7 separate regions of the Mus musculus genome follow, and regions 2, 3, 4, 5, 6 and 7 are each linked to region 1. Evidence: chromatin contacts called from public ChIA-PET and HiChIP or PLAC-seq data. All regions are on one chromosome and are shown on one strand. Each heading gives the region's core, a stretch centred on a gene start, on an enhancer-like site or on the middle of the called end of the contact. The rest is flanking DNA. Distances are from core to core; before and after follow the strand shown.

Region 1 (2,801 bases), core at 114-2,613:
ATAACAGGGAAAGACAGAGGCCAGAAGACTGAGCCAAGGACCCTCCTAAACGTGAAACAAGTGTTGAGTTCCCTTTGGTCTGCTTCCCTCACCAGGTGGCAGGCATAATACTAGATTATCTTTGATTTTCTTAGTGACTTTTTTCAGAAGGCTGTATACTCTCAGCACACGGTTACTATAATCTTACTGCAGCACAGTCAGGTACCCCAGAGGGGTCAGAGTGCATTTTAGCATTTCCTTAACTACCAATTTAGGACCAGCCACATGCCCCTTTGCCCACTGGAAGTACCCAACTTTCACCATCCCGGGAAGCTGGCGGGTTTTTTTTACGTAATAAACTGCATGTCTATGCAATCCTGCATAAAGTAAGATTAAAGGTAATTTAAGGAGGATCCCGGATGATTTCGGGATTCTGAAGTTTGCATGGGTAACAAGGTGAGCCACTTAGGCTGATTCACTGATGAGGGCATTCCAGCTGTGGGCAAAGATTCACAGCTTCTGTGTACTAATCAGGCTGCAGACCATAAATGTGTATATGCGCACGCGCACAAACACACACACGCACACGAGAACCACTGTTAGAGGTCAGAACAGTTCAAAACAGCAAGGCTAGGGTTTGCAGTAAAGGAAAAAGAGGCCAGAGACAGGAAGCAGGGATGAGATCAACAGGTAAGGCTCCCAGGTTCCAGCTCACCTTTCACGAGCCAGGTGGACGTGGCAGCTGAAACGGAGGCTTTTGCGTTGCCTACCCCTAAGCCCTGCAATACTGCTTGGGTGGCTAGAGAGCCGGAGAGGCTGGAAGCAAAGGCCTGGAGAGAAAAGAAGTGGAATGAGGAGAGGTGGCAGGAGCACGGAGCCTACTGTGCTATACCAGCTCTCACTGGTTCTGTGGGACCTGGAAAACTGTCAGGACTATGCAATGCACCCTAGCCTTCCAATGTGCACATGCAGATTGCAGGGGCCTATTCCCCGGGTCCCCAGCTATAAACCGCCCCCCCCCCACGGCAATCGGCCAGCCGGACCTGCACGGAATCCCACAGCTGGTATGGCAGGTAATCCGGGCTGACGCTATCTGGGAAGCCCTGAGGCAGCAGCACGGATCTGAGGCCCGAAAGAGCGGTCAGTGCTGCCCAGGGTCCCCCGCCTCCACCCGCGTGCTGCCCAGGTTTCGCTATCGGGGCCCGGGAGAGCCAGCCCCAGCGCCGAGCCCCGTCCCACTGCAGGCTCCCATCGGCGGCAGCGCTGCAGCCGCGCGGGGCTCCGGAGCCGAACTGCTCCGTGCACAGCGGCGCCCGTAGGCTCGCAGCGTCAGCCATCCTCAAGTTCAGCGAGTCGGTCCAACGCGGCAAAAAGCTAGGCGAACTACATTTCCTGTTTGGCTACGGTGGCCACAGAAGGACACTAATCTTTTATTCTCTTGGAACTCCGATTATTGTGTGTCCTGCCTTCCTGGGGCACACCCCAGGACTGCACCTGACCTACCTATCGTTCTTTGGACCCTAGGAGCAATATAGGGGCCGTTGACTCTGAACTCCAATCGGAAGAGGGAGAGATGGCTTCCTGGGGAAATAGTTGTGGTGGAGACTCCACTCAGATCTCAAACTTTTAGCTGTGTAACTGGAGTATCCCTCTCCGTCGCAGTGCTTTTTTTTGTTTGTGAGGCCAAGGACAATAGAGTTTTTGAAATTTTTTAAGTTAGCTTGTGACTTAATGAGCTTCATTATGGCATTTTGATTCATATTTTGCTCCCTTTGTTCCTATTTACCACCCGCCTCCCCCTGTTCTCTTGCCTGACTCCTACTATGTAGACATCCACTTACCCACTCCACCCAGCCCTCCTCACCCCAATGCTGCTTTTATGTCACATGATCTCTATCTTCCTATTTCTTTAAGATCCCTTCTTCCCTCCTCAGGGTCCCATTTCTAATTTCATGACTTATACCCCAGCCCCTCCTCCCACACACACACATACACACATAAAATTCCAAATCTAGGACTTGCATATGAGAGAAAACACGGGGCATCTGTGTTTCTGCAACAGTCTTTAAACTCATTTTCCTGCAAATGTTATTATTTCACTTTTCTTTATGGTTGAATAAAATCTCACTGTAACTCCACATTTTGTGACTCATGTGTCTCCTGAGAGATCCGGACTGACTCCATTTCTTAGCTGTTCCGAATTCTGCAGCAGTAAACACACATGTACAGGTATTTCCGTGGTAGGACATGGCGTCCTTTGGTGTATAGCTATAGGTAGTAGAGCTGTAAGCCTAAGGCAGGTCTGTTCTTTTTTCCTTTTGATTTTCAGAGCAGCTGGAGCAGTTTACATTCTGTAAGGGGCTCTTTGCCAACATTTGTTGTTACTTTGTTACTGGGGAAACCGAGGTTCCCATGGGAACTTAGGCTCCTTAATAAGGGGATTTGGAGGCTTACTAGCTAAATGCTCCCAGTTCTTCCAAGACATCAGCAGTGGGTTCCCAGCATTCATGTTAGGTAGTTCAAACCACACGTAACTCCAACTTGAAGAGGGAGCAGACACCATCATGGATGTGCACCTACACACACACACACACACACACACACACACACAAAGAGAGAGAGTTTGGTTTTTTTTTTAATAAAATAGTTTAGAAAAGGAGTACACAGGAATCTTTTTTTTTTTTAGATTTATTTATTATTATATGTAAGTATACTGTAGCTGTCTTCAGACACACCAGAAGAGGGAGTCAGATCTCGTTAGGGATGGTTGTGAGCCACCATGTGGTTGCTGGGATTTGAACTCAGGACCTTCGGAAGAGCAG
Region 2 (2,801 bases), core at 173-2,672, 500 kb before region 1:
AAGTGTGGCAACCTCGCCAGGTTCATCAACCACTGCTGCACGGTGCGCTCAGGGCTGGGCCGGGGCTGGGCTGGGCAGGGGTGAGGTGGGGCTGTGGCTTACACTCCCACCTCCTGCAGCCCAACTGCTATGCGAAGGTGATCACCATTGAGTCTCAGAAAAAGATTGTCATCTACTCGAAGCAGCCCATCGGCGTGGATGAGGAGATCACCTACGACTACAAGTTCCCACTAGAAGACAACAAGATTCCGTGTCTGTGCGGCACTGAAAGTTGCCGTGGCTCCCTCAACTGAGGTGGGGCAGGACCGGTGCCCTCACCCCTATTTATTCCCCCTTGGTGCCCTAAGCTCCCAGCACCCCAGCCTTATTGGGCTCAGCAGGGCCCACTGCCCCCACCTTCACGTGGGATAGGGAGCACTGAGGCCAACAAGGGAGCCTCAGTCCTTTGAGGCATCTGCTGCCTCCCCTATGCCCCATGCCCAAACACCCTCTTAATTTTTTTTTCTTTGCGAAGAAGAAGCTGTAAATGTTTTGTAGCTGCCAGCAGCTGTTTCCTGTGGAAACCTGGGGTACCAGCCTGTATAGATGCTATTCTTGGGGGCTGCATAGCCCTTTGCTTCATGTTAATGGGGACTTCCCCTTCTGCCCTATGTGCACCCCGCCCCAGTTTAGGGGTCTCTGGGGCAGTGGCCATGTTCTCCCCCTGGGGGGGCCTTTGGCCCCTAGTCCTGGGAACTCTGTGCCTGGAACCCTGCCTCATCTGTTCCTGCCAGACCCTGTGGGTCACCCTCCCACCCTGGTGTCTCAGGGCTCTGGCTCAGTGGGCCAGGATGGTGGGGGGCAGGCCCTTCTTGTTGGGCTGGATTGTACATAATGTTAATAGTGAAACCCAACACCACATTTTTATAATTGTGATTAAACTTTATTGTACAAAAATGCTTGGTCAGTATCTTTGGGAAGAGCAGACTGGGATGCAAGTTGCCACAGTGGGTGAAGCAGGAGAGAGGGGGAATGGGTGGCTTTGAGTTTGGGGTGAATCAACCTGCAGACCGCAGTGCTGCTTTGGACCAACCACCTAGATACAACAAACATGCCAGATCTGTCTCACTATGGATGCTAGCCAGAATTATGTCAAGATCAGGTTTACCCTGCTCTCCCTCCCAGAACCATAGCTGGTGCTGGGCCTTCAGCCTACTGGGAGACCCAGCAGGAGGGACAAACATATCAGTGATGGGGGCATCCCTTCCCTACCCTATTATCCTGAAATACACTACCAAATGGGCAGGTTCTGTCCTTTGCCTGCCACTGAAGAGTGGACTGGCCACCAGGGGGCACTCTGGCAAGAAAATTCCCTCCAAACCCCCTTGCCCGCCCCTAGGGGTGGAGGCTAGGCTGGTCTCCTTCCTGGAATGGGTCAGGAGGGAGGAGCGAGCGGAAGGAAGGAAGCCTATGTACATCTAGCTGGTCCACCAGTCCAGGACACAACCTCCTCCAGTGGCCAGTTTGTGCGCCCTGGGACTTACTACAGGTAGGCAGAGCTGATACTGAGGCCCAGCTGGCCTGCCTTTTAGCCTGCGCCCTTCCAACCTCCCTATTCAACTCCTTGCTTTCTCTGCCTGTCCTTTAGTAATCTAGTCTTTTTTTTTTTTTTTTTTTTTCCCCCCACCCGCCTCAATCCCTCCCATTCTGCATCCAATTCTAGTGACTCAGCAGTTAGGGTCAGAGGGCAGGGAGCCTTAGTGCTACAGGCACAGAAAACTGCAACCCACCCCTGCTACTCAGCCTCTCCACCCACACTGCTCCCACCTAATGATCCCTTCTATGAAGAACACATGGTTGGAGCAGGTGCTACCAGGCAATTCTAGTGAGCTAAATTCTCTTCCCACAGCTGGGCATGGCAGACTCTGCACAGGTGCCAACACTGGTATACCTGGTCACAGGTGGCTGCGGCTTCCTGGGGGAACATATTGTTCGGATGCTGCTGGAACGGGAGCCCAGGCTCCGGGAGCTGCGTGTCTTTGACCTGCACCTGAGTTCTTGGCTGGAGGAGCTGAAAGCAGGTGACTGGAGTGGGGCAGTAGCAGGAGGTAGGGAGGCCCCATCCCTTCCCAGACTGGGATACCTCAGCTTATGGAAAAGATGATTCCTGTTTGTTCTCCACCAGACAGAGGGGCCGGGTGAGTCATTGGTTCATGTGGCTTCCAGGGTGTGGACAGGCCAAACTCAGCAGCTGGCTAAGGCCCCAGCTCTGACACTGCCTCGGGTCTCCACCAGGGCCTGTGCAGGTGACTGCCATCCAGGGGGATGTGACTCAGGCCCATGAGGTGGCAGCAGCCATGTCTGGATCACATGTGGTCATCCATACAGCTGGGTTGGTGGATGTGTTTGGGAAGGCCAGTCCAAAGACCATCCACAAAGTCAACGTGCAGGGTGAGCTGCTACCTACCTGTTGGCCCCTAGTGTGTGGCCTGCCTCTGACCAGTGATTTTTATGGGAGGGCCTGTCCTTTTTGATAACCTTGTCCATTTACTGCTGTCGAACCCTGTCCTGACCTGATGCGGTTCTCCTTGGACACTGGGGGGGGGGGGGGGGCAGAAGGAGTGAGAGGCGGGAAGACACAGCTTGCGTCTGTCCCTTTCCTCCATAGGCACACAGAATGTGATTGATGCTTGTGTGCAGACTGGCACTCAGTACCTGGTCTACACGAGCAGCATGGAAGTGGTGGGGCCTAACATCAAGGGCCACCCCTTCTACAGGTGAGCTCAGCCCCACTTAATCTTAGAGCCCATTTCCCTCCAGCA
Region 3 (2,801 bases), core at 96-2,595, 370 kb after region 1:
CTGAATGTGTAATCTCAGGGCTCTTAAGGAGAGCTTGGACGTGGAGAAAGGAGAATCCTAGAGCTCTGTAGGCCAGCTTGCTGTAACCAATACAGACACTGCCCCAAACAGGATGGAAGACAAAGGCCTACATCTAAGGTTGACCTCTGACCTCTGCACATGTGCTATGCTGTGTATTCACCACACAAAGATACATACATGTACAAAACAACAACGCTAACCATAATGGAAAGGGACTAACTTGATTTTTACTTTACGATTTTTTACTATTTGTTATTTCTGGTTATGCACAATTGAAACGCATGCATAAAATAAATACTTTTTAAAAAGGCATTATGAAGAGAATGAAAGGTAATTCAGAGATTAGGGGAGGCTGGAGAGTTAAGAGCTCTTGTAGAGGACCCAGGTTCCAACCCTAGAATACATATGGTGGCTCACAACCATGAGTAAGTCCACTTCCGGGGAATCTGACACCTCCTTTTGAGCTCTGAGGGCAGCAGGCACACACATGGTACACACAGGTACATGTAGGCAAAACACACATAAAATAAATCTTTAATAGTTAAGATTTGGTCTGTTATCTCGCAGCACATTTAAATGTCTTCTAAACCCATTAAAAAGGATGTACAATACAAAAAAAACTGGACAGAATAATGTAACAGGATTTTATGTACAAGGATATTTTATAAAGTCAAATCCATCAGAGAAGGTGCGTCATCTCATTAATCATCAGGGAAATGCAAATTAAAGCCATGACTCACACACTGGGGAGCTGAGGGGAACCGCTGAGAAGCGTCAAGTCTGGGAAAGGATGCAGAGCAATTAGCACTTAAATCGGCAAACAGGACTCCAAGTGTGCTCAGTCACGGGTGCTTATGCAAGAGCCTCACTGCAGCATCAGAGCCAGCGGCTGCTGAGGGCGGCATGAAGGACTGGATGTGGTCAGGAATGATTTGGTCTTATTCTGCATTGAGTTCCTTAATAATGTGTTGATTCGTGTTGATTCATGCATTATTGATATTCCTAATTGTAAGTAGCATTAGAAAGAATAAGCCATATTTAAATGCAACACAAATTGTTAAAAGGAGCAATACTGAGGTGTGCACGCCAGGAAATAACCTCTTCCCACACTTGTCCCTGCTCCCCGTTGACGCACGTCAATATCTAGAGGCGGGCGCTGAGCAGACACCTCCTGGCCTCCAGCAGGAGCCTGGCAGTGTTCATTTATCTGTGTTATCTGTGTCCTTCTCCTGGGTAATTGCTTTCTGCGATGAGGGGCCCACGGTCAGGGTGACTCATCCGTGTGGCTGCATTGCGCTAGCTCATAATTGGTTTAGGCTGGAGCTGTTTGACAGAAGGTCTGATGTGGGAAAAGCTTCCTGCTCTAATAAAAGATATACCGGAACCCACAGTGCCCCTGAGGCTGCTTTGTCAGGATTTGATGTTAGGGACTTTTGCATCTGTCTCAAGATGGTGAATGAAGCAGTCGGGCGTTTATCCAGTGTGCTGCTGGGGAAGCAATGAGGGAATGGCAGAGGGAAAGGCAGAAAGAACCCGAGTCCTCAGTGGTTTACTGAAGTCACTGCACTCAGCCTTGCGGCTTCCAGGCTTGCCTTGAGATTTGAGTTAGCAATCTATTGTTTGTAGCAAGGTCACCTGACACCCGCACATTCACCATGGGCTGAAGTCACAAAGAGCTGGCAGTGCACATACTGTTCTGCAGTGAAGTCTCTGGCTGTTAGTCTTTTCCCCAGAATTCTTAGGTTAGGCAGTGGTGGCACATGCCTTTAATCCCAACACCTCCGGAGGCAAAGGCTGGCAGAAAAAAGGAAAAGTTCTAAATTGGGAATGATGGTGTGTATCTATAATCCCAGCACTCAGGAGGAGACTATAGAGGTTGTAAAGGGGATTAGTCCAGCCTAGGCTATCCAGTAAATTCAAGGCCTGGGCTATATAAGAACTCAGTTTGAAAAAACAAATTGGTTATAATGGTGCACACCTTTAGTCCAGCACAAAGTGAGTTTGAGGCTGACCTGGCTTACATACCAAGTTCCAGGACAGCCAGGGCTACATAGTGTGACCCTGCCTCAAAAACAAAATAATCCAAAGTGAAGAGCTGGCAAGATGGCCCATCAGGTCAAGCACTTGATGGGCAAGCCTTATCACCCATGTGTACATTTTCATCCCTGGCACCCACGTAAGGGGGCGGGGCGTGAGAGCAGACGCCATAAAGTTCTCTAACTCTGCCCCCTGCACATGCTTATACATGTGCCCCCCACCGAGAGTAAAGACAATTTTAAAAGTCTAAGAATTAGGGAACTTGTTTTTGCAGAATGAATTTGTGAAGGCAAACTTGTTGAATTAAACAGCATATACACTTAAAGTTGATATTTAGCATTCAGAGATACTGCACCAGAAGCACTGAAAATCCTCAGACTTGCCCTGCCCACCCAACACAAGCAGCAGGAAATTAGAAACCGTTTTTAAGGGATCACACAGCTTCTATTCTCAGTAGCAATGGGACCCCGCTGTTGTTTTTCATGTTCACCAATGCTGACTCTGTTCAGTTATTTAAATTTACCCGTCAGTAGGTTAAAACCTCTTTTATATCCTGACATTTGCAATTTACTGTTAGTAGGGACTGTAGCATCTTGCTCACTGGGGTCTTTTGTACCCAGTTTTTTCTTACTCTGTTTATGGTACTCTATAAAGTGTTGATTTTCTGTGGCAAGTACATTCTCATGAGAGTTCCTTGTTTTGTTTTTTTAAACCTTTGCTGATAATGTCACTTGTACACAGAT
Region 4 (2,801 bases), core at 79-2,578, 370 kb before region 1:
GCATGTTTGGATCAGCCGGCTAGGTCACAGGTGTCGCTCTCAGCTTCCAGGGCCCTCTCCACAGAGTCCAGGCTGGCTGACACCTGTTCTCATGCCTATGACTGTTCCAACTGCACCAACCTGAGCGTTACCTAGAGACACACCTGTTTCCACCCTCTCCCCATCTGCTGAGCACAGGAGAACTAGGGGTGTGATTGAACATTGCAAGGAAATTGGATTCCTCAGGTTGGGGACCTGAGCCGCTCCCCCCACCCCCCAAGCTAGCAGTAGGCAGAGAAAACACCTAGCTAGATTCTTCCTTCATTCCCTCACAATCCTGACAATGGCTACTACTCAGACTGCAGCTGAGGCGCATCTAGGCTCCAAGGGGCTTTCACTTCCCAATCTCCCGGTCTTCCTCACAGCCCTAGAAGAACAGAACTGAACAGCTTTTCAAGGCAAAGAAACTGGAGCTTTGAAAGATAAGGAGACAAGGCTACTAGATAGTTATGCTCAGACCGGAAACCAGTCTACACTGGAGCTGATCTTCTCAGAGCCACCTCCCCTACCCACACTGAGAGTCAGGCTTCGATTATGCCCGCGGACAGCTCACTGCATCTCTTTACCTCAGTTTCCTCATAAAACAAGAGCCAAGATTCCATACACTCAGAGCTGTTGGGACACTTAGTGTGGCTAAGTGCAAGCCCAGCTAGGCGACAAGTGTTCCTACAACCCGCCAGGGGACACCGAGCCGCTGTGCCCTCACTCCCCCAACTCCCGCAGAAAGCCTCACCTTCAGTCCCGTCAGCTCCTGGAGGGAAAGAAAGAGAGAGGAGTTGGCAGGGAGGCCTGAGTCCCCAGAGCCCTTCACGCCAACCGCTTCCCCATAGGGTGATTCCTTGTTTGGGGGACTAACAAGAGAAGAGGGGAAGACGGTAGGAACACGGAGATTCGCGAATTCAGTCTACACGGGGACCAGCCTGCTCTCACCGGGGCTCCTTCTCCAACCCTCCCTCCCGCGGATCCATACTTACGGATTCCCGACTGGAGCAATCCGAGAAGGAGCAGAATGGTCACAGCTTCCAGCTGCCCAAGTCCCAGGCCCACCCTTAGGGCCATGGCCTAGGACAAGGGCCCCCCGAAGGAGCCCCTAGGTAGAAAGGGAAGAACCAGAAGGCTGGTTTTGAAGGCAGGATCTAGGTGTGGGATCAGAGTGAGGAATCCCAGGATCTAGGCTGGGAAGGTGAAGCAGGCTTCTCGGCAGAAAATGGCCAGGGGGAAGACGGGACACACCTTTAGTCTCTCTGCAGTGACCAGCGTGGACCTGTTCTGCCTTACAATTTGGTCAACAGAGACCTCTCCAGGCACTTCAGGAGCCAACCACCTGTGGGCTCCTCCCTCAGCCACGCCCTCCTCCTCCTCCTCGGAAAGCAGGCTTTTTTTTTTCCTGCTTCTGGCCTCTGTGGTCCTTTCCTGGATCCTTTCGCAGTGGGTGCTTTTGATACAGGAAAACTGATCCTGGACAGTCAGAAAGCAGTCCCAGGCAGGACTGGGAACCCTAAGGGCCAGCCAAGTACCCCAGGTCTTATTGGTCACTCAGTTATCACCCCCCCTCCCCCCACTCCTAGTCCCCTCTTCCCCGACAACCTGGCCTGGTCTAGACCTTATTAAGGTAGGGCCACAGCCGCTGCTCAGCCCTTCCCATCCCTCCTCAGGCCAGGTATCTAAAACTAGCATGGGGGAATGCCCCAGGCCAAAGCCATTCGTGGCAGGCCCTCTGTAGAAACACCTTCCTGCAGGTGTTGAGCACGGCTGGCTATTGACAATCATCCGGTAAGTATTTGCTAAGTACCTATCTGTGCACCCGGCACAAGTGGCAGACTGTACCATCTATGACCTCCTTAAGATGATGATGAAGTGGGGATGTCAGACTCGAATCAAGTAACAAAAGGCAATTATTGATTAATCATTTCAAATTAGGAGCTGTGATATAGACCCAATTAGTGGGACTCTCAACTGCACAGTAGCTGCAGGGCTCGTGGAAGAACAACGCTGGGAACCAAATCCTCAGAGGGCATGGAAAGATGCCAACCAAACAACACTGGCAAAGTTAGGCCAGGTGTGGTGGCACGTGTCTTTAAAGCCAGTTGTGCTTTGTCCCACGGAGGCACAGGCAGGCAGATGTCTGTGAGTTTGAGGCTAGACTGGTCTACATAGCAAATTCTAGGATAGCCAAGGCTACATAGAGAAAAATCTCTAAAAAAAAAAAAAAAAAAAGCCGGATGTGGTGGCACACTCCTTTAATCCCAGCAGCACTCAGGAGGCAGAGGCAGGGGGATTTCTGAGTTCGAGGCCAGCCTGGTCTACAAAGTGAGTTCCAGGACAGCCAGGGCTATACCGAGAAACCCTGTCTTGGAAAAAAAAAAGAATAAATAAATAAATAAATAAAGACAAAGCCGGGGTGTTGTGAAGTAGGTAGGGTAGGAGTTCAGGGAAAGGCCTAGGGAAGGCTCGGTGGTAAAGCAATTCCCACGTGCAGGCCCATAAAAACCCAGGTTCCGATCCCTGGCTTTCTGTAAAGTGTGAGTGTGGCGGTTCACAGCTGCAACCCCAGGACAGTCCTGGGTGGGAGTCAGCAGACCCTGGGGCTTTGCTGCCCAGCCAGTCTAGGCGAACCAGCAAGGTCCAGGTTCATGAAACCCTGCCTCAAGACAGGCTGGAGAGCAGCAGCCTCAGAGTTTGCTTGTGCTGGTGCATGCATGTGTGTGTACACATGAGTAACAGGGCACAGGAGTTCACAGAAAGGCAGCCCGTGTGCCGGC
Region 5 (2,801 bases), core at 100-2,599, 340 kb after region 1:
ATATGTAAATATATGTACATATATATATATATATATTATACCTATATGCAGGAAAATTATATATAAGTAAACTTTAAAGTAAACTTTTAAATATGCTTTTGGCAGAAATCAATGTGACATAACATTTAATAGAAGTAATTTGGTAATGCTTGAGAGCCTTATTTTTTTTTAATGTTGTGACTACTACTTTCATTTCTAGGAATCTATCTTAATGCTATTAAGGATGGAGACAAATAAAATATTTGCATAAAATTCATCATTTATCACAGTATTTTTATAATAGAAAAAATCTTAATTAAAGATTTATGTGAAAAAGTACTTCCTTAAATGGAAAATTATGCCAGGATGTTCTATTTCTTTAAAAAAGATTTTTTATAAGATCTATTTATATTTTATGTGTTAAGTCTTTTGCTTGCATGTATGTTAGTAAGTGTACTCCATGTGCAGTGCCGTGGAGGTCAGAAGAGGGTGTCAGATGCCCTGGAACTGGAGTTCCAGTCATCTTGAGGGTTCTGGGAACTGATCATCCTTTGTAAGAGTCACAAGTGCTCCTAACCGTCGCACCATCGACCTGCACTCAGGTCCTGGCTGTTCTTCACTGGTAGGTTCTGAACAGACCAGGAGATCAGAAAACAGAGAAGATGGGAAAGTTGAGGCCCAGGAGGTCTCATATAAACTTTGTCTTATCTCAGCAAGTTTATTTTATCATACATACATCATATATACGGTTTGCAGGGAAAGGAGACAGAAGAAACTTTCATATGATGGTTGAAGTCAGCTGGATGCTAACCAAGCAATGCTTCACAAAGGGAACACAGGACACTTCATGTGTGTCACAGAACAAGTACGCATGCAGCATCCTTGGCTCTGATAACCATAACGCTTTAGGTCAGTGGTTCTCAACCTGGGGGTCACCACCACTTTGGGATTGACTAATGACCCTTTCATAAGGGTCCCCTTAGAACATCAGAAAACAAATATTTACATTACAGTTCATAATAGTAGCAAGATTACAGTGATGAAGTAGCAATAAAAATAATTTTATGGTTGAGGTCACTACAACATGAACTGTATGAAAGGGTCCCAGTGTTAAGAGGGTTAAGAACCACTTTAGGGGGAAGAGTTGGGTTCTCAGGATCCAAAACTGAAGTTTCCCCAAGACCCAGTCCCCAGGCCTTTTCTATATATCAGGGCTTGAAGAGAGTATAGCAGATCAGCCTGGTTCTCACCACAGCATCTCTCTAGCCCTTGAAAAAGACTTTTAAGAGGAGGTAGTTCTGTGTGGCACTGCAGTTACTATGCAGGCAGAGACCTGAAACGAGACAGACTAGTCTTACCTCAGTGGCCAGTTTCCCCCTCCGTCTCATACTGATACTTTGTAATCACATGCGGCATTTAAAACTTCCTGTTTCAGTGGCTCACTGCGCTGTTTGGGGGGGGGGGGGGAAGGTGAGGTGTTGCAGCAGGTTGCTGGGGTGTACAACCCCAGTCAGATAGGCAGGCCTCTTTGGTTTTGTTTATTTTGAGAAACAGTCTTGCCATTAGAGTAGGGTGGCCTGAAACTCAAGATCCTCTTGCCTTAGCCTGGACAACATCAGAGATTATAGCATGCACTGCTATTCCTAACTCTATTTATTTGTTTTTTAAATTTTTGAGACAGGATCTCAAAATTGTGTAGGCCTGGCTGGCTTGGAATTCACTATGTAGGTCAGGCTGGCCTTGAACTCACAGAGATCTGCCTGCCTCTATGCCCCAAGTGTTGAGATTAAAGATTTGTGCCACTATACCTGTTTTTAATTTAAGTTTTTTGACATTTTCAACTTACGCTTTTGAGGCAGAGTCTTATTATATTTCTTTTGATTGAGGCTCTGACTCCTGTCTTGTGGGCAGTTTGACTGTTATTTTCCTTTTTTTTCCCTCTTATTTTCTTTTTTGGTTTTTCGAGACAGGGTTTCTCTGTATAGCCCTGGCCGTCCTGGAACTTTTTAGTTTTTAAGTAAATTTATTTATTCATTCAACTTTACCTACCAATATTAGCCTCCCTTTCCTCCCAGGACCACCTTCCCGCAGCTCCTCCCCCATTCCTCCCTCCCCTTCATCTTTGCAAAGGGGGAGCCCCCCTCTAGTATCTCACCCCCCCCCCCCCCACACACACACAGCAGATCAAGGAGAATGGGATCCACAGGCAGGCAGGCAGGCAGGCAGGCAGGCAACAGATTCAGGGAGAGATTCCTGTTGTTGGAGAGCCCACATGAAGACCAAGCTGCTCATTGACTACACATATACAGGGGGCCGAGGTCCAACCCATGCTTGCTCTTTGGTTGGTGGTTTGGTCTCTGGGAGCCTCCAAGGGTCCATGTTAGTTGACTCTGTTGGCCCTCCTGTGGAGTCCCTGGCTTCTTTGGGTCCCTCAAGCAACTCTGTTATTTTTCTAAGCATTATTTCTTCACTTGTAAACTGGGTCACCTAATGCCAACCTCATAATGTTGTCAAGATTGGAAATGAGGGTTGGCAAGATGGCTCACTAGGTAAGGGCACTTGCCTCAAAAGCCTGGCAACCTGGGTTTGATCCCCGGAACCCACCTGGAGGAAGGAGAGAACTGACTCCACGAGTTATCCTCTGACCTCCACATGTGCACCTTGGCACATTTGTGTCCCTACTTTGACACATACAAAGCAAGAAATATTAGAAATGATGATATGTATAGGAGGAGCCTTTAAAATGTTTTTAATTCTTGCAATAAAACAATGAAGTTGAGGTGTGCATGTAGGCTGCCCATCATGCATGAAACCCTAGTCTT
Region 6 (2,801 bases), core at 144-2,643, 300 kb before region 1:
ATTTGAGAAGCCTTTGCACTAGAATGGAGAAGCCATAACTTGGGTCTGTGGAATTTAGGTGTTGGAGACTGATTTGTGCATGTTTGGTATATGTTCTACCACTGGGCCACATATGGCCTTTGGAAATGTAGCTTAGCTCAGCAAAAACATCCCAGAGAGTAAACACAAATACAAATTGTTTTTTCAAAAATTGTGTATACAAAGTCAGGAGCTAGATAATGTAGCTGGAAAAGATACCTCAGCTCTGCTCCAGGTCCATCACCAAGTAGGGATGTATTTCCTTCAAGGCCTGGAGGAGGGAGTCCTTGCAGGTCAGGTTCCAGGATGGAACAAAGCTGAAGAGCTTCCTCATCTTGTCTTGGCTGGTGGTCTCTGCACGAACTGCCTGGTACTGTCCTTCAGTCAGCACACTGCCATGCAAAGCATCCAGCACTCCGTCCACTTCTGTGACCCTGGCAATGAGTGCTTGCCTGTGCTGGTCCACAAAGTGTCCTGAGGGTGGAAGTGAAAGCAGTGTTTAAAACTGCTTCAAAATTTACTAACGCAGTTTTAGGGGTTGGAGAATCAAGGAAAGCCACCCACCATGACTACATAGGCAAAGATAGGCTGTGCAAGGGTGTGGTAGGGTGGGGAGGCCTCACCTGTTCTGGCTGTACTCTGAGCAGGGACACTGGCTGCAGCTGCCACAGCTCCAGACTCTGCAAAGAAATGCCAGGTGGATCTTTATCAACAGACTTTCAGGGGTTCACTCCCACTCCACCCACGGTGCTAAGTTCAAGGCTACAAAGGGAAGATTTTTTTTTTTTTTTTTTTTTTGGCTATGGCAGGAGGAACAGTTAAGCGCCAAAGAGGCAAGCCTCTGCTGGTGTGCAGGAAGTTGAGGGTAGACGAACAAGGGGACACACTCACCTTCTTTAGTCGTTTGCAGCTGCTCAGCCAGCTCCTGTAAGCCCATGTCTCTAAGCACAGTCATTGTGAGCTCCAAGCCATACGACTCCAGATAGTAGCTGACAAGTTTGTCAGTGAGATCTATGGCGTCCATCTGCAGCAGGGCCCCGCGTGGGATGCGCCCATAGCCTTCTCGCAGTTGCACTGTCAGCAGCTTCATCTTGAACTTTTTGAGTTCATCCCCTGACAAGTTTTCAAGAGCGTCCAGGATGGCATCTCGTGCCCGCCCCATGGCTCTGGGGTGGGCAGCCGCGGTCACCTTTTACTCTTGCTGCTGCTCGCCTGCTGCAGCCTGCCTGCTGCCAGCCCGCCAAGACCAGGAAGTCAGCTGCTTAGGCCGATGGGCATGCTGGGACTCCCCCACCCTCTTTTCTTACAGCTCCTGTTCTTTCCCCAGCAAACTAGTTTTGGTTTCCGCCCCTAAGACTTTCAGACTTGGCTTTTTGGCTAGGCTGAAGAAACTAGGTGGAGGTGGGTTGGTGGAGGAAGTGGGGTGGGGACAGAGGGTGGAGCTAAGTTGTTACTCTGGCAGGTCCGGAGATGCTGAGAGACTCAATAGAGCTTACTTGCAAACCAGCTGTTGCTGAAAAGCAACCTGTTTCTGTTGAGTTTCTTGGAGCATAGAGGTTTAGAATCTTGGAAATCTAGACGCCCCAAATTTTGTTTCCCCAGATCTTAGGATCCACTCACATGCCATTGAATATTAGAATTTTAACAGCTAGAACACTAAGCCCCTTGAATTCCACAGATTTGGACAAAATGAAGTGCGAAAGAGAGTGACTATGTCTTCACCTTAGTTTCTTTCAGCTAAAAGTTTTTGTCACTCCCATCTCTCAGCCTCACATCTGCTAGAAGGTGGGGGACCTGGGCTCATGATGGGTTGGGTTGGAAGGGCTAAGGCTTCTTGAAACCTTACCAAATGCCCCAGCTATTAAATATTTTGTAGTGTGATGACAACTGGAGTGTAGAGACCTGAGTAGACAGCTAGCTACCCCCTTACTCCTGGGCTGGTTAGGATGACCTTGGAGCCTGCTCTGTACCCAGAATTCCTAACTGGCTTTAAACATGGCTGGGGGTCTACTGGTCCATCCCAGTTTTGATCTAGTCAGTCTTGTTTTATACCACACTGCCAGTTTACCCTTATCTTCAAGCTCAGTTCCTCTGGAGTTGCTTTTTCAATTCTTTGCACATGCTGTTCCCTAAACCTTGAAATTGCTTCTCTCTCAGACAAATGCTTGGCTCCTCAACCCTCAGGTTAAATGTTACTTCCTCCGAGAGTCCAGTCTTAAGAGTCCTCCATCTACCCATCTAGATCATATTGCTGCTAGTGAACAAAGCTACTTTTTTGTAGCTCTTGTGCTTTTGTGGGGGAGGGGAGGCTAGGGAGGTTGTTATAATGCCCAGCATGTGCCAAGGGCCCGCTACCTAGTCACCACTTAATGCTTTGCCTATTTATTTACTTTAGATAACCTTGTTGTGTAAGCTAGGCTAGTCTTGAACTCCTGATCCTTTTTGCTCAGCCCCCTGACTGGTTGGAATTGGAATAGCAGGTGTATTCTACCACATCTGGCTTAAGGAGCCTCCCTCCTCTATACAGGATGCCATTCTGTAGCCCTGGCTGTCCTGGAACTCGAGATCCACGTGTCTGCATCGCAAGTGCTTGGATCAAGGTGTGTGCCACTAGGACCAGCAGAGTTTTAACTCTTGACACTTTACAACTATGGATTAAGTTTGCAGGGTGACAGAGTGTCCATCCTTGTGGCATGGTATACCAGCAGCAATTGTGGTGAGATAGCCAGTGTACCTTGACTCATGGCTTATGGTTCCTCATTGATCCCTCCATAATTTTCAGA
Region 7 (2,801 bases), core at 166-2,665, 270 kb after region 1:
CCTGGAACTCACTCTGTAGACCAGGCTGGCCTGGAACTCAGAAATCCACTTGCCTTTACCCACCAAGTGCTGGGATTAAAGGCGTGCGCCACCACTGCCTGGCAGTGGCAATTTATTTAAAAAAAAAAAAAAAAGCCTAAAATTAGGGGCTTGAGTGCAGTTTCAAGACTGAGTCCGGGCTGGTGAGATGGCTCAGTGGGTAAGAGCACCCAACTGCTCTTCCGAAGGTCTGGAGTTCAAATCCCAGCAACCATATGGTGGCTCACAACCATCTGTAACAAGATCTGACTCCCTCTTCTGGAGTGTCTGAAGACAGCTACAGTGTATTTACATATAATAAATAAATAAATCTTTAAAAAAAAAAAAAAGACTGAGTCCATGACCATCATGGCGGAAGTAAGGCAGCAAGCAAGCAGGCATGGTGTTGGAGCAGTAGCTGGACGCTTATGTCTTATCCAAAAGTTGGAGGCAGAGAGAGAGAGAGAGGGGGGGGGAGAGAGAGAGAGGGAGAGAGAGAGAGACTGGACCTGGTGATGGCTTTTGAAACCTCAAAGCTCACCCCCAATGACACACCTCCTCCTACAAGGACAGACCTCCTAATCCTTCCCCAACAGTTCCACCAACTAGGGACCAAACATTCAAATATATAAGCCTACGGAGGCCACTCTTATTCAAATCCCCATGCACTTCTCACATGTGGCTAATCAGAGCCTGTAGTGGTTTGAATATGCTTGGCCCAGAGAGTAGCACTATTAGGAGGTGTGGCCTTGTTGGAGTAGGTGTGGCCTTGTTGGAGTAGGTGTGGCCTTGTTGGAGGAAGTATGTCACTGTGGGCGTGGACTTTAAGACCTTTGTCCTAGCTTTCTGGGAGCTAGTCTTCTAGCAGCCTTCAGAACACGATGTAGAACTTTCAGCTCCTCCTGCACCATGCCTGCCTGGATGCTGACAAGCTTTCTGCCTTGATGATAATGAACTGAACCTCAGAACCAATAAGTCAGCCCCCACTTAAATGTTGTCCTTTTTAAGAGTTACCTTGGTCATGGTGTCTGCTCACAGGAGTAAAACCCTAAGACAGTTGCGTGGCTTTTGTCGCATCTAGAAAACACCATCTTCTTCTGGAGATGCTCAGCTGGTAAAGTAAATAACCCAGAACACCTGATGATCATTACATAGAGAAAGTCTGTCACAAAAAGAAAAGGCAACCATAAGGAAACAGACACAAGAGGTGGGTAGAGTGAGCCTGAAACCAACCTAACCATAAGACTTGAGCTCCTCCATCTAACCAGGGATCCGGAAAGGTAGCATACTGGTCTGTTTTCTGTTGCTATAACAAAAATTAGGAGGCCAGGCACTTAAAGGTTTTGGAAGTTGAAACTCTGTGATCAGGCTGTACTACCCCCAACCTCTCACCCCAACCCCCTATTCTCACCGCCCAGCTATGTCACAATGTGGTTAAGAAGCAAAAAGGGAAGCAGTCACACACAAAAATGGTGGCTTCATTTTATAATTTTAGGCTCTCACAATCGCTAACTTATTCTATAAGACAACATTAATCTCTTCAGATGACAAGAGCAATGACCCCGTGGCCTAAATTCCCTTGAACTAGGCTCCCCTCCTAAGGTTCTGTTCCCTTTCAACATGAACACGCTGAATCACGCTTCCAGCACCCAGATCTCCGGAGGACAAACCACACCCTAAAACCATAACAGATGCTACTCCTCTGCAGAGAGCTTCTTGTGGGGATGCACGCATACACTCTTTGCTTGGATTTCTGCTGTGTTTCAGTTGAGATGTAAGGCCCAGCAGGAAAGCACTTCTTTTTTTTTTTTTTTTTTTTTTTTTTTTTTTTTTTTTTTATAATATCAATTTTTTAATAGGTTTTGTTTTTTGTTTTTTATTAATTATATGTAAGTACACTGTAGCTGTCTTCAGACGCACCTGAAGAGGGCATCAGATCTTATTACGGGTGGTTGTGAGCCACCATGTGGTTGCTGGGATTTGAACTTCAGACCTTCGGAAGAGCAGTCGGGTGCTCTTACCCACTGAGCCATCTCACCAGTCCCCAGGAATGCACTTCTAATCTCTGTTCCTTTGCTGTCTGACTCATAAGTGTTAATCCTTGTTGAGCCTGTGACATAGTCAGTCCTCCCTGCTCCTCAGTCAATGCCATTTGGCTGTAGGTCCTCTTGTTTCAGGGTGGTTATGGCAATGTGTAGGAGAGGCCACGGAGGTTCTACAACACAGAGAGAACACTTCTGAGACTGGATCGCCAGGGCAAAGCGAGTCCTCCCTTCTCTACCTCCCTAGTGTCCAGCTACCTGGAAGGACAGGAGACACACTAACCCCTGCTCTGGGATTTATTAGCTGCCCAAGCCTCCAACGTGCCCAATTCCTCCTTTAGTACTGGGCCAGCAGCATTAAGATGTGTTTAAGTGCAGGCTAGAGAGATGGCTCAGTGGTTAAAAGCATGCACAGCTTTTGCACAGGACCCGAGTTTGGTTCCCAGGGTCTATACTGGGTAGTATCCAATCACCTGCAGCTCCATGTCTAGAGGACCCAAGGCCCTTTTTTGTTTCTGTTTTCTATAAGCACACCTAACGTACACACAGACACACACAGAAACACAGACATACACTCACACAAATAAAAAATAAATCTTTCTTTGTTTTTTTGTTTTGTTTTATTTTGTTTTTCGAGACAGGGTTTCTCTGTGAAGCCTTGGCTGTCCTGAAACTCACTTTGTAGACCAGGCTGGCCTTGAACTCAGAAATCCACCTGCCTCTGCCTCCCAAGTGCTGGGA

The links. ChIA-PET counts read pairs in DNA pulled down with a chosen protein or histone mark. HiChIP or PLAC-seq counts read pairs in DNA pulled down with a chosen protein or histone mark.
Region 2: a FOXA1 HiChIP or PLAC-seq map of pancreatic cancer cells shows a contact between it and region 1. The contact joins the promoter of Hsd3b7 here to the promoter of Rusf1 in region 1. A contact is called at or near these places in 1 of 39 promoter capture datasets (pre-B cells) and 1 of 115 datasets of contacts at active chromatin or transcription factors (pancreatic cancer cells).
Region 3: a FOXA1 HiChIP or PLAC-seq map of pancreatic cancer cells shows a contact between it and region 1. The contact joins the enhancer-like site here to the promoter of Rusf1 in region 1. A contact is called at or near these places in 12 of 39 promoter capture datasets (the C10 cell line, the HPC-7 cell line, cranial neural crest and 7 more), 11 of 484 Hi-C or Micro-C datasets (B cells, the N1E-115 cell line, adipose-derived mesenchymal stem cells and 7 more), 22 of 115 datasets of contacts at active chromatin or transcription factors (the NIH/3T3 cell line, the SCID.adh cell line, T-cell acute lymphoblastic leukemia and 16 more) and 4 of 9 other capture datasets (adipose tissue, embryonic stem cells, liver and 1 more).
Region 4: a FOXA1 HiChIP or PLAC-seq map of pancreatic cancer cells shows a contact between it and region 1. The contact joins the promoter of Prss8 here to the promoter of Rusf1 in region 1. A contact is called at or near these places in 1 of 39 promoter capture datasets (liver), 4 of 115 datasets of contacts at active chromatin or transcription factors (bone marrow-derived macrophages, extraembryonic endoderm stem cells, pancreatic cancer cells and 1 more) and 2 of 9 other capture datasets (adipose tissue and pancreatic islet).
Region 5: a contact with region 1 is called in an H3K4me3 HiChIP or PLAC-seq map of the SCID.adh cell line, with 10 read pairs. The contact joins the enhancer-like site here to the promoter of Rusf1 in region 1. A contact is called at or near these places in 5 of 39 promoter capture datasets (the C10 cell line, the HPC-7 cell line, cranial neural crest and 2 more), 1 of 484 Hi-C or Micro-C datasets (bone marrow-derived macrophages), 9 of 115 datasets of contacts at active chromatin or transcription factors (the NIH/3T3 cell line, the SCID.adh cell line, bone marrow-derived macrophages and 5 more) and 2 of 9 other capture datasets (liver and macrophages).
Region 6: a contact with region 1 is called in an RNA polymerase II ChIA-PET map of effector CD8 T cells, with 6 read pairs. The contact joins the promoter of Pycard here to the promoter of Rusf1 in region 1. A contact is called at or near these places in 6 of 39 promoter capture datasets (the C10 cell line, cranial neural crest, hematopoietic stem and progenitor cells and 2 more), 1 of 15 datasets of contacts at CTCF or cohesin (large pre-B cells), 1 of 484 Hi-C or Micro-C datasets (Sertoli cells), 4 of 115 datasets of contacts at active chromatin or transcription factors (the SCID.adh cell line, bone marrow-derived macrophages, effector CD8 T cells and 1 more) and 2 of 9 other capture datasets (adipose tissue and embryonic stem cells).
Region 7: a contact with region 1 is called in an H3K4me3 HiChIP or PLAC-seq map of the SCID.adh cell line, with 3 times the contacts expected there. The contact joins the enhancer-like site here to the promoter of Rusf1 in region 1. A contact is called at or near these places in 6 of 39 promoter capture datasets (the C10 cell line, cranial neural crest, hematopoietic stem and progenitor cells and 3 more), 2 of 484 Hi-C or Micro-C datasets (bone marrow-derived macrophages and cortical neurons), 5 of 115 datasets of contacts at active chromatin or transcription factors (the SCID.adh cell line, bone marrow-derived macrophages, large pre-B cells and 2 more) and 3 of 9 other capture datasets (liver, macrophages and pancreatic islet).

What each region holds. Positions count from the first base shown.
Region 1 is chr7:128,296,768-128,299,568 of GRCm38.p6, forward strand. Rusf1 (RUS family member 1) reads right to left here and starts at 1,364. Exons shown (of 13, transcript NM_145590.2): 1 at 1,023-1,364; 2 at 695-809. The coding sequence starts at 1,316.
Region 2 is chr7:127,799,187-127,801,987 of GRCm38.p6, forward strand. Hsd3b7 (hydroxy-delta-5-steroid dehydrogenase, 3 beta- and steroid delta-isomerase 7) reads left to right here and starts at 1,423. Exons shown (of 7, transcript NM_133943.2): 1 at 1,423-1,528; 2 at 1,889-2,060; 3 at 2,275-2,430; 4 at 2,648-2,756. The coding sequence starts at 1,895. It overlaps Setd1a (SET domain containing 1A), which reads left to right. Exons shown (of 19, transcript NM_178029.3): 18 at 1-42; 19 at 120-936. The coding sequence ends at 293.
Region 3 is chr7:128,671,291-128,674,091 of GRCm38.p6, forward strand. All of the region lies in intron 9 of Inpp5f (inositol polyphosphate-5-phosphatase F), which reads left to right. Among named protein-coding and RNA genes, the nearest start is that of Inpp5f, 61 kb to the left of the region's middle. Within about 2 kb of position 1,346, at least 186 of the 459 cell types and tissues checked have an H3K27ac peak or open chromatin away from gene starts, as enhancers often do. A contact at or near this core is called in the HPC-7 cell line, the N1E-115 cell line, the NIH/3T3 cell line and 16 more, where this site is marked.
Region 4 is chr7:127,928,785-127,931,585 of GRCm38.p6, forward strand. It overlaps Prss8 (protease, serine 8 (prostasin)), which reads right to left and starts at 1,329. Exons shown (of 6, transcript NM_133351.3): 1 at 1,014-1,329; 2 at 773-790. The coding sequence starts at 1,098.
Region 5 is chr7:128,631,977-128,634,777 of GRCm38.p6, forward strand. The region is part of intron 1 of Inpp5f (inositol polyphosphate-5-phosphatase F); the gene reads left to right. Among named protein-coding and RNA genes, the nearest start is that of Inpp5f, 22 kb to the left of the region's middle. Within about 2 kb of position 1,350, at least 53 of the 459 cell types and tissues checked have an H3K27ac peak or open chromatin away from gene starts, as enhancers often do. A contact at or near this core is called in the SCID.adh cell line, memory CD8 T cells and thymic regulatory T cells, where this site is marked.
Region 6 is chr7:127,992,474-127,995,274 of GRCm38.p6, forward strand. It overlaps Pycard (PYD and CARD domain containing), which reads right to left and starts at 1,394. Exons shown (of 3, transcript NM_023258.4): 1 at 910-1,394; 2 at 642-698; 3 at 1-492. The coding sequence starts at 1,180. The coding sequence ends at 239.
Region 7 is chr7:128,568,751-128,571,551 of GRCm38.p6, forward strand. No RefSeq gene overlaps it. Among named protein-coding and RNA genes, the nearest start is that of Inpp5f, 41 kb to the right of the region's middle. Within about 2 kb of position 1,416, at least 57 of the 459 cell types and tissues checked have an H3K27ac peak or open chromatin away from gene starts, as enhancers often do. A contact at or near this core is called in the SCID.adh cell line, bone marrow-derived macrophages, hematopoietic stem and progenitor cells and 1 more, where this site is marked.